Regions from separate parts of the Ovis aries genome. Here region 2 is linked to region 1. The links are chromatin contacts, called in public Hi-C maps. All regions are on one chromosome and are shown on one strand. Each heading gives the region's core, a stretch centred on a gene start, on an enhancer-like site or on the middle of the called end of the contact. The rest is flanking DNA. Distances are from core to core; before and after follow the strand shown.

The links. Hi-C and Micro-C count contacts between places; a contact is called where the count stands out from the background.
Region 2: a contact with region 1 is called in a Hi-C map of hypothalamus, with 4 times the contacts expected there. The contact joins two enhancer-like sites. A contact is called at or near these places in 2 of 16 Hi-C or Micro-C datasets (hypothalamus and skin fibroblasts).

What each region holds. Positions count from the first base shown.
Region 1 is chr3:202,314,707-202,319,713 of ARS-UI_Ramb_v3.0, reverse strand. EMP1 (epithelial membrane protein 1) reads left to right here. Exons shown (of 5, transcript XM_060414210.1): 1 at 1-2,804. Among named protein-coding and RNA genes, the nearest start is that of EMP1, 6.8 kb to the left of the region's middle. Within about 2 kb of position 2,188, at least 24 of the 54 cell types and tissues checked have an H3K27ac peak or open chromatin away from gene starts, as enhancers often do. A contact at or near this core is called in hypothalamus, where this site is marked.
Region 2 is chr3:202,622,772-202,627,778 of ARS-UI_Ramb_v3.0, reverse strand. No RefSeq gene overlaps it. Among named protein-coding and RNA genes, the nearest start is that of GPRC5A, 23 kb to the left of the region's middle. Within about 2 kb of position 2,153, at least 12 of the 54 cell types and tissues checked have an H3K27ac peak or open chromatin away from gene starts, as enhancers often do. A contact at or near this core is called in hypothalamus, where this site is marked.

The DNA of each region.
Region 1 (5,007 bases), core at 939-3,438:
CAATGGGGTAATTAAAATTGAGAACCTGCTAGGCTTGGGTTGAAATTGGTGGCTGGAACCCTCTGGTAGGTGCAAGATGGCTAAATAGGAGGCTTGAGGGGCTTGGTCTTGTTCTGAATCTGCCATGTGATGTGGGCAGAACACTTGCCTTCTCAAGAGAGGGAACGAACCCTTGTGGTCCTGAGACCCTATTGTTCTAAGATCCGATAGTTCCTGCTGGGAGAAGTCCCGTGGGTTACGCCAACAGCAAGTTTAATGCATAAACACTGGTAGGAAAGTGAAATGATGTAACATGTCTGCTTGGAAACAGGAGGATGGAGGACCCAGGTGGACTCCTCTGCTTCATCCACTTGAGATTCTCCAAGTACAGATGTCCGCGGGCTTTACCACTGGGTAGCAGTGAGCATTCACCCAGCTCTCGGAAGGAAAGAAAGAGGTTTGATTTATGAAACCTGAGCAGTGCCTAGTTAGCGAAGATTTGCGGGGACATTGACAACAGCAAGTGATCCACCAGTGAACCCAGACCAGGCTCCAGAGACAGAGACACAAAGGTGGTTCTGGGAAAGGAGCCTCACCTTCTTTTCAAGGAGGGTGTGGCCAAAAGGTGTGGATGGGAATGGATGGGGAGCTGGGCTTCGAGGAGGAAAGGGGAGGTGCCAGGAGGAAAGGGGTCGGGAGCAAAGGAACTGCCTGAGGTTTCTTAGACCTGTGTGCTGGCTGAGAGAGGGGGGCAGATGGAAAGGCCTAGAAGAGGGAGAAGAATTGATGCTTGCAAACTGTGGTGCTGGAGGACTCTTGAGAGCCCCTTGGACTGCAAGGAGATCAAACCAGTCAATCTTAAAGGAAATCAGTCCTGAATATTCATTGGAAGGACTGATGCTGAAGCTGAAGCTCCCGTACTCTGGCCACCTGATTCGAAGAACTGACTCACTGGAAAAGATTCTGATGCTGGGAAAGATTGAGGGCAGGAGGAAAAGGGGGCAACAGAGGATGAGATGGTTGAGCGGCATCACCGACTCAATGGACTTGAATTTGAGCAAACTCTGGGAGATGGTGAAGGACAGGGAAGCTTGGCATGCTGCTGTTCATGGAGTCTCAAAGAGTTGGACAGGACTTAGAGATTGAACAACACGAAGAGGGAGAAACTGAAAAGAGGAAGCCAGGGAGAGGGCGAAAGAAGAGGGCAGAAATGTGAAGATGCTGTCCCCCTGACTCCCTCCCCTCTGAGTTGGGAACCACCCACCCTCAATGTCAGGATAGTCCTTGGGGCCAAGAATTTCGTTCTTTGTCTCACCTCTTCTTTCCTCCGCTGTGAAGAACCTTCTGTTGTTAAGGAGGCAATATTAGAATTTCTATGGATTACTTGTGCAGTGGTCGTCTTTCCCTGGGGACATTTTTTTTTTTTTTTTTCCCTTTCCAGAAGGGTCAGGTCAGGACTGACAGCAGAATGAGGTCCTTGATACTTTGATGTCTTCTTTCAAATAATCAAAGAACCCTGCCTGGGAGGCTGGATGCTGGGAGCTGGGGAGAGGTTGTAGAGGTCAGGCCAGCCAGGCGTGTCCACATTCTAACGAAGCTGAGACCTCAAGCTTCCCTTGGCTGGCTGGGCTTCACTGCTGGGGAGGGGGCCTTGTGCTGTGGGTGGGGGCTGGGGTGGATGTTTGAAGCTCCTCTGGGGCCAGCAGTGCTGGCAGGGTGGGCTGTTTCGGCTTGGGCTGTTTCTGCTGGTGGATCTTCTCAGCAACTCAGTAGGAAGAAGCAGTGACCCTCCAAAGGCCCTTTGTTTATTTCCAGTGGCATCACTTTGGAGAGTCTGTGCTGACCCTCTGATTAACTAGGAGGGGTTGGAGAGACAGAATGAAGCAATAGATCTGAGAAGTTCTAGAATTCTGCCAGAAGTAGGAAAGAAGCTATGCTGCAGTGGGGAAAGCCTGGCCCGGAAGATGCGAGGGAGTGGGTTTCATCCCGATTCTGCTTTCACTCTGGAGACTCGCTTTCCCACTTTTGTCAAGGAACTGGACTGATTAACTTCAACCCTGCTAAGCCTCTAAACAACCAACTGCCTGCAGAAAGAGCCACAGGCCCACAGCCCACGCCAGGCACCGGAGTGCCCCTGGCTACACCCGCATCTGTCCCTGGGGGCCCCACTACCTCCCAGACTACAGCCTGCTGGTTGAAGCCTGTTGCCGCCACCTACTGTCAGACCCGCCCAAGCGCCACCCCGCTCCCCCACCCCCCCAACCCCCACAGCCCCGGGCTGGGCCACACCTTGAGTTTCTTCCAGAACCCTAGTTATTATCTTGGCAGTCTGTCTATCGGAGACTTTCTGGCCGCCAGAACACTCCTCTTTTGTCAGCAGTAGAAGACAGCGAAGGTTCCATCCTTGCCTTGGGGACATCGCCTGATGGCCTGACCAGCTGTGGTCTGGGGGCGGAGGCTGGTCTAGGTCACCCCACCCAGGTCTGGCCTTGGCCTTGGCAGCTGTCACCCAGCCCCAGCCCTTCCCCGGACACAAAAGAGGACAAGGGGAAACCAGAGAGAGAGAACGAGAGAGAGAGAGAGAGAGAGAGAGAGAAAGAGAGAGGTTTTTCTCTCTGGGAACATTTGCCAAAACAAGATTCAAGCTGCTTGTTTGCTTTTAGCAGAGTTGCTGGCCCTCGGATTATGCCTGAGAAGTTTCAAGCACATTTCACTGGGTTAAGTTTCTCCTGATTCATAAACGAACAAGAGAAATAACCAGCAGCCGTGCAGCCTTTGCTGTGTATCAGGCACGAGCCCTTTGGTCCTCACGCTAAGGCTATGAGGTATGCAGATGACAGTTAAAAGGGGCTGGAGTTACCACGATGTATGCTTCAAGTAGCTTACAATTTTATGTGCCAACTATACCCATTGAATCTGAACTTTTTTAAAACAGGAGTGCAGTCAGGAGTGGCACCCAAAATTCATGGTTTTTTTTTTTTTTTTTTTCCTATTCACTACTCTGTCTCTCCAGGAGCTACTGTCCAGAGAGGATATGTCATTTTCCCAAAGTCAGAAGAGTCAGAATTTTGAAGCCAGGTTTTCAAAGAAGTGCTCTTTTTCTTTCTTGCTTTTGGTTCCCCTTAAATAACACGCTTGTCCCACTACCTCACCTCCACTTTCTTATCCCTAACTATGTGAGAATCATGCCAATCTACACCAGGGCCAGATAAGCACCACCCTTTCTATAACATACGCTGTTTGCAGATGGGAGGTGCAGTTCCCTCACCTCCTGGATGATGAAAAACAAAATAGTTGTTTTCTTTGGAGCATGTAGATTCCTGTTGCTTTTGCTGCTTGACTGCTGACGTTTCTCCTGGTCATAAAAAAAACTGCCCCACATTTGAAAAGAAAAAAGAAAAACAGACCCCCCAGTATGAGTGTACACAGTGAAGTACAGCCCGAAGTTCTTTCTTGCCACACCAAACATCCAGACATCCAGAAGCAGGAGGAGATGGTGCTTTAGGATTCTTTCTTTCCACGTGTTTCCCACGGATAAATTAACGCCCCCCCATTCCCCACCCTCATGTAAAAACAATATTTAGAATGGAAAAGTACACTTGATATAAAACAACAAGAACAATGGTCAGAAAACCTCATCCAAGGTCTCATTCACTAAGCCTGTCTTTAATCCCAGCCTTTTCCTCCTTCGGATACATCCTCTCCGGCTGCTCCCCAAAGACAGTATTTCCTCTTCTGCTTTTGCGTTCAGTGCATATTAATTTTGCCAACCCACATGATCCTCAGTGGGAAATAAACACATCAAAACAAACCAACAACAGCAAAATGATCCTGACGCGTAGAGGACAGAAAGGCATCAGTGCCACCATCCTGCGCCGTGTTCCTAGGAGGAACACAGCTGCAGCTTTGGGTGTGACGCCAAGGAGGACGGTCAGATGGGGGCTGACTCATGGAGATCGTACGACTGGGAGTGGCTCTGCCTCTCATCTTGTGCTTTGGAGAAAGCCTTGTGTCTTGGTCTGAGAAAGCCTTCTTCAAAGTCTGCAGTTATCCAGAGATGGGAATTTCACTGAAAGCATCAATGGACAAAAAGACAGAGTCTGTCCGGCAGTCGGGTCTTCTCAGGACTGTGTTATGATTTACTTGAGATTGGGCGATCTCTGGCTAATAGTCTGATAACCTGGAAGTTCTGCTGGCAAAGTGACCACTTCAGAAAAATGCTGTTAAGGAAGCATTAGACAAAGGGCAAAAGTAGGATAGAGGTAGTCATTGCCAAGAGCCGCCCCTAATACATTCTCAGGACCTTTCTGATGAAAGAGTGGGGAAATTTTTGTTGATAGTGAGTTACCCGTGACTGGAGAAGTTTAAGCATGATTTAGGTAGTTCCTGGTTATAGATTTGTAGATGAGTTTCATGTTCTGGGGAGGGATTTTAAAGCCTCCTTTCAGTCCAGAGTTTCTGTAATTGAAAGAAATAGATAGGAAAGTCAAATCTATAGATAAAATAGTATTTAGAAGTTTAAGATTTTTTCTTTACATTGACCTGTTTCTTCTTGAATAAGAGGAAACACACATATATAACCTTGCATATTCAAATGTCAAAGATACTCAGGGAATATTCTCAGAGTTCGCATATAGTAAGATGTTCAATACATATTGTTGTTCAGTCTCTAAGTTGTGTCTGACCCTTTGCAACCCCATAGACTGCAGCTCGCCAGGCTTCCCTGTCCTTCACTATCTCATCCTGTCATCCGCTTCTCCTCCTGCCCTCAATATTTCCCAGCATCAGGGTATAGAAATAATTTCTAAAAATAACACGGGACTAAAATTCACCTAGATTAAAAAAAGTAGGGGGGCATCATTTTCTCTCAAGAATTCTGTTGTTTATTATGAAGACTTCAGTTATCTTGACATTCATTGTTTTTCTACAGGGAAGAAAATATTGCCTTTCTTGATTCTTTTGTTTGCTGGCTGAACAGATAATTGCCACATGTCATAGAAAAGATTCTCCTTTCAGAAACTTAGAATC
Region 2 (5,007 bases), core at 904-3,403, 310 kb before region 1:
TAGCTGATTGCTTCTCACATGACTTTGCACTAACGTCAGCCCAGTTTTGTATTGGAAAGGGGAGTTACAGGGGCTTCTCTGGCTTCCCTTGTGGCTCAGCTTCCTGCAATGTGGAAGACCTGAGTTCAATCCCTGGATTGGGAAGATGCCCTGGAGAAGGGAAAGGCTACCCATGCCAGTATTCTGACCAGGAGAATTCCATGCATGGAATAGTCCGTGGGGTCTCAGAGTTGGACATGACTGAGTGACTTTCACTTCACTGTGGCAGTCCAGTGGTTAAGACTCCACACTTACCACTTGCCCCACAGTGTGGCCAAATATATATTAATACATATATGTAATATATATAATACGTGTGTGTGTGTGTGTTGGTTGCTTAGTCGTGTCCGACTCTTTGTGATCCCATGGACTGTAGCCTGCCAGGCTCCTCTGTCCATGGGATTTCCCAGGCAAGAACACTGGAGTGCCATTTCCTTCTCCAGGGGATCTTCCTGACTCAGGGATTGAACCCGCATCTCTTATGTCTCCTACAGTGGCAGACAGGTTCTTGACCACTAGCGCCAGCTTCAATATATACACACACACGCACACACACACATATAATATATATGTATATATATATATACATGTAGGGCTTCCCGGGAGGCTCAGGTGATAAAGATCTGCCTGCAGTGCAGGAGACCTGGGTTCACTCCCTGGATTGGAAAGATCCCCTGGAGAAGGAAATGGCTGCCAACTTCACTATTTTTGCCTGGAGAATTCCATGGACAGAGGAGCCTGGCGGGCTACTGCTCCCACTTGCCTCACATGTAGCCAAATATATATTAATATCGATATGTAATATACATATGTGTATATATATATATATATATACATGTAATATATGTAATATATATGTAATATCTATCTATAAAATACTCTACCCCAAAACAGCAGAATACACATTCTTCTTAAGTATGCATAGACCATTCTCTGGGATGGATCACATCTTACACCACAAAACTAGTATTAACAAATTGTAGAAAATTGAAATCATAACAGGTATTTTTTTCTGATCATAATGGGATGAAACTAGAAATCAATAGCCAACCTCCCCACCCAAAGGAAAACAAAAGGGGAATTGCAAATGATGATTTGGACCCTTCTAGGTTATTCTAGTTTTCCCAAAGAGGCCATAACCCAGTGAGGTTTGCTGTGAGGAGAAAACAATATAATTTCATGCATATTATCAGTGTGGGTACTCAAGAAATATATGTATTTCCTTCCCTCTTTTCAACAATTTTTACTTATTTAGCTTTTTTCCTTTTTGGCGGTACTTTGAGGCACGTGGGACTTCCCTACCAGGGTTGGAACCTGTGGCCCCTGCCGTGGGAGCTGAGTCTTAACCACTGGACCACCAGGGACGTCCTCCTGCACACTTTTCTTCTGTGTCTGTGGCCTGTCAGCCAAGCAAAGGGAGCTGCGGGACGGCGAAGCCACCACTCTGGATTTGCTTTCTTTTTAAGGAAAAAATGTGCCAGGCCTTTGTAGCCCCTCAGGGGTCATCCTTAAGTCACTGTCTTCAGAAACACAAGAGGGCACGAATATGGCGCTTGTCGCTAGAGACTGCTTTCTCTTCCGAGGGATAGTTTGGACACGCAGACCGTCCTGTCTCTGAGTTCTTTTTCTTGAGCGTGGTGGAAGAATGTTCCCCATTCAGGCAGCAATTGTTGCAACCCCCACCCTCCCTTCCAGAGGCTAATCTGACTTCAGGTGTCCGTGTTCTGCACATAATTAAACTCTTTTATTAATAGGGACACCCCAGGGACTGGAGGTTGGGACATCTGAGAATCAGTGTGTGACTGGAGAAGAGGGTTTCACAGCCCTTCCCCTAGGTCTCCATCGCCACCTGGGCTGAAATAGAATGGGCAAATTGAGCCCAGCCTGGTCCTTGAATGATGTCAATTGATTGATGGCTGGGACCCAAGACGGCATCTCCTTGGAACTAAACGGGTGATAATGAAATAAAGCTCAGCCACCTTCCCCTCATCTATCACTGTCAGATGAAAAACAGACCGAGTCTCATCTCCGCCTCTCACTTCAGGCTGAAGCCGTCGATAGCCGCCATACCCGCTTCTTCCACTGGATGGCGCTAAAGCCTCAGGCATCAGCCCTCAGGGACTCCGCAAACGTCCACAGCTATTCTACGAAGGGCACCGGGCAGGGCTGCAGCTATTCAGCAGACTTGAAGCAAACGTGCATTCCATTTTAAAAGGCTTGACCGTGTGAGCTGTTTGCATCCTCCCTCCCGCCGTCTTTAAAGAATCCGCTCTCCATCTTCTTTGCCTGAGCCCCACTGCTCCGTGTCTCATTTTTGTGAAACTCTCCTTGCAGGCAGATACTGGCCTCGTGTGTTAGTCTCTCTGACTCTTTGCGACCCTATGGACTGTAGCCCACCAGGCTCCTCTATATGTCCATGGAATTCTCCAGGCAAGAATACTGGATTGTTTTGCCATTTCCTCCTCCAGGGGATCTTCCCCACCCAGGGATTGAACCTGGGTCTCCTGCATTTCTGGCAGATTCTTTACTGTCTGAGCTATCAGGGAAGCCCTTATTGGTCTCATAGGCTATTATTAGTGTCGAAGAGTATTTATGCGGTGAGAACACTCCGTTTTGTCCGGAAATGTTTACCAAAACCAAGAGTACAGTCTGGCCCTGAAGATGCAGCAGTGAAACCCCCACCCGGTGCATTCTGGGTTTTCCACCTTCATTTCTAGACTTCTCATCATCACAGAGAACTGAATTGCGCCCCTCTGACCTCTCTCTTCGGCCACTTTCCTCCTGTTGCTACTGGGTTTGCAGGTTTGCCACTGTCCCAGCCCCAGCCTGAAACATGGGGTTATTTCAGAACTGGAGGTGGCAGCTTCAGACAACTCTTTCTCAGGTGTTGGTGGCTGAGCCCCTGAATCTGGGAGCTCAGCCTCCAGTGTGTAGCCTGCTGCTTCTGGAAATTCACTGGTCCTCCTCTGGTCACAGTCTCTCATCCCTTCTGTTGGGGCAGATAATGCTTGGTACCCTTGGTGTCAGGGTTTCCACGTATGCAGAGGAGTTTGTGTGGCAGAGGATGGGCATCTGACCCTGGTTTCTGCCACCTCCTGCTTGCCCCACTTCCTTGACTCTTCAGAGTGGGACACTCCAACGCCTAAAACGTTAGCATTTGAAAAGCTCACGGAGCTTCCTTAGTTGGTCTCCATAGCCCTCATTTTACAGATTTAAAGGACTTAAGTTGACCCAGGCCCAGATTTCTGGTTCTGTCTTCTTTCTACTGTCACGCTTGTGTGGTCCGTGTTAGACACCTTTTTTTTTTTTTCCCCAAAGAGGGTGTTTGAAGAAAGACTCATAAAAATGACCACAGTCAGTATGTATCTGAAGCTCCCCTCTCATCTTCCTTACCTGGGAAGTTTTCCTTTGCTGCTCCTGTTTTCTCCCCTGGGTGTGGAAGCTGTGGGGAGAGGGACTGGCTGAGGACTGACATTTTCTGGGTCACTCCAGGTCACTCGTCCACAATCTCCTAGCCACACGAGTCTTTGCCTCCTAGGGAGGGGCTTCAGGGCGAGGCAGAGGTTCCAATCTTCCCATTGCTGTGAAAATTCTTCTACTTCCTTGAGTCTCATCCTCAGTCAAAAACTCATGCATAGAGATTTCCCTGGTGATCCAGTGGCTAAGACCCAGTGCTCTCAATGCAGGGAGTCCGGGTTTGATCCATGGTCGGGGAACTAGGCCCCATATGCTGCAATGAAGCTTGAAGATCCTGTGTGCTGCACCTAAGATCCTCAGCAGCCCCAAAATAAATACCACCCCCAACCCCCACACCCATATCCAGCAGCTTTTTGCTTCTTGTGGATTTACACCCACATCGGCAATCTCTTACTCCTATGGGATTTCTTTTCCTGTTTAAAATTGTTTATTTATTTGGCCGTGTTGGATCTTCATTGCCGCGTGCAGGCTTCTCTTTGCAGTGGTTTCTCCTGTTGGGGAGCCTGGGCTTCAGGGCGCGTGGGCTTCAGCAGTCGTGGCTCCTGGGCTCTGGAGCACAGGCTCAATAGCTGTAGCGCACAGGCTTAGTTGCTCCACTGGATGTGGGATCCTCCCGGACGAGGGATCGAACCTGTGTCTCTTGCATTGGCAGGCAGATTCTTTACCATTCAAGCCACTAGGGACGCCCTCTTTTTCTTGTTTTAAAAAATTAAAGTATAATTGCCTTACAATATTATATTAGTTTCAGGTGTGCAGCATAGTGACTCCATACTTTTGTACATTACGAATTGATCACTGCCCTACGTGGTTTCAGATGGCGTATTTCAGAGGCAGTCCTTAGGAAAATGTGGCAAGGAACTGTTGTGTCCCAAGCACCAGATCCAACCAGGATCTTCAACAGAAAAGATGAAGCTTTAATGGAATTTCGTTACTACAGCTTAACACCAAACTGTCTGGTCTCAGCTGCTTTGTGTCAGGTTCCCTTGCATAATACAATCTACCAAAACTGCTGGATTTTTATCAACTCGATTAGAGCTCCAAGAAGCCAGTGTAGCTACACCCTGAACTCTGGGATGGTGGTGGAGGTTAGCACCGTATCATGTGATTATGTAATGCCACTACTTTTCTTTCTTACAAGGAATAATTCGAGATCAACAGTTCTTTTACCCACAAGGAATCGAAATAGAAAAAACATACATTGTTTCAGCATATCTTTATGAACAAGCTATCTTCGTGAAAAAGAGAAGGATAATGATCATAGGGTTAGGCCAACTCATAAGACAAATATTCAAGAAAAGGTCATTTATTAGCTGGAGGTCTCTAGTGGTTTCCCACAGGGCTCTGTTTTTGGATCTGTTTGGATAACATTTTTACTGACCACTTAGATAAAAATAAAGCATATTTCTCAAATTTTGCACAAGATAAAACCTTAGGAGAGACTGAAATAATAAAACCAGAATACAAACATATTGCAATAGACTGGAACAAAGA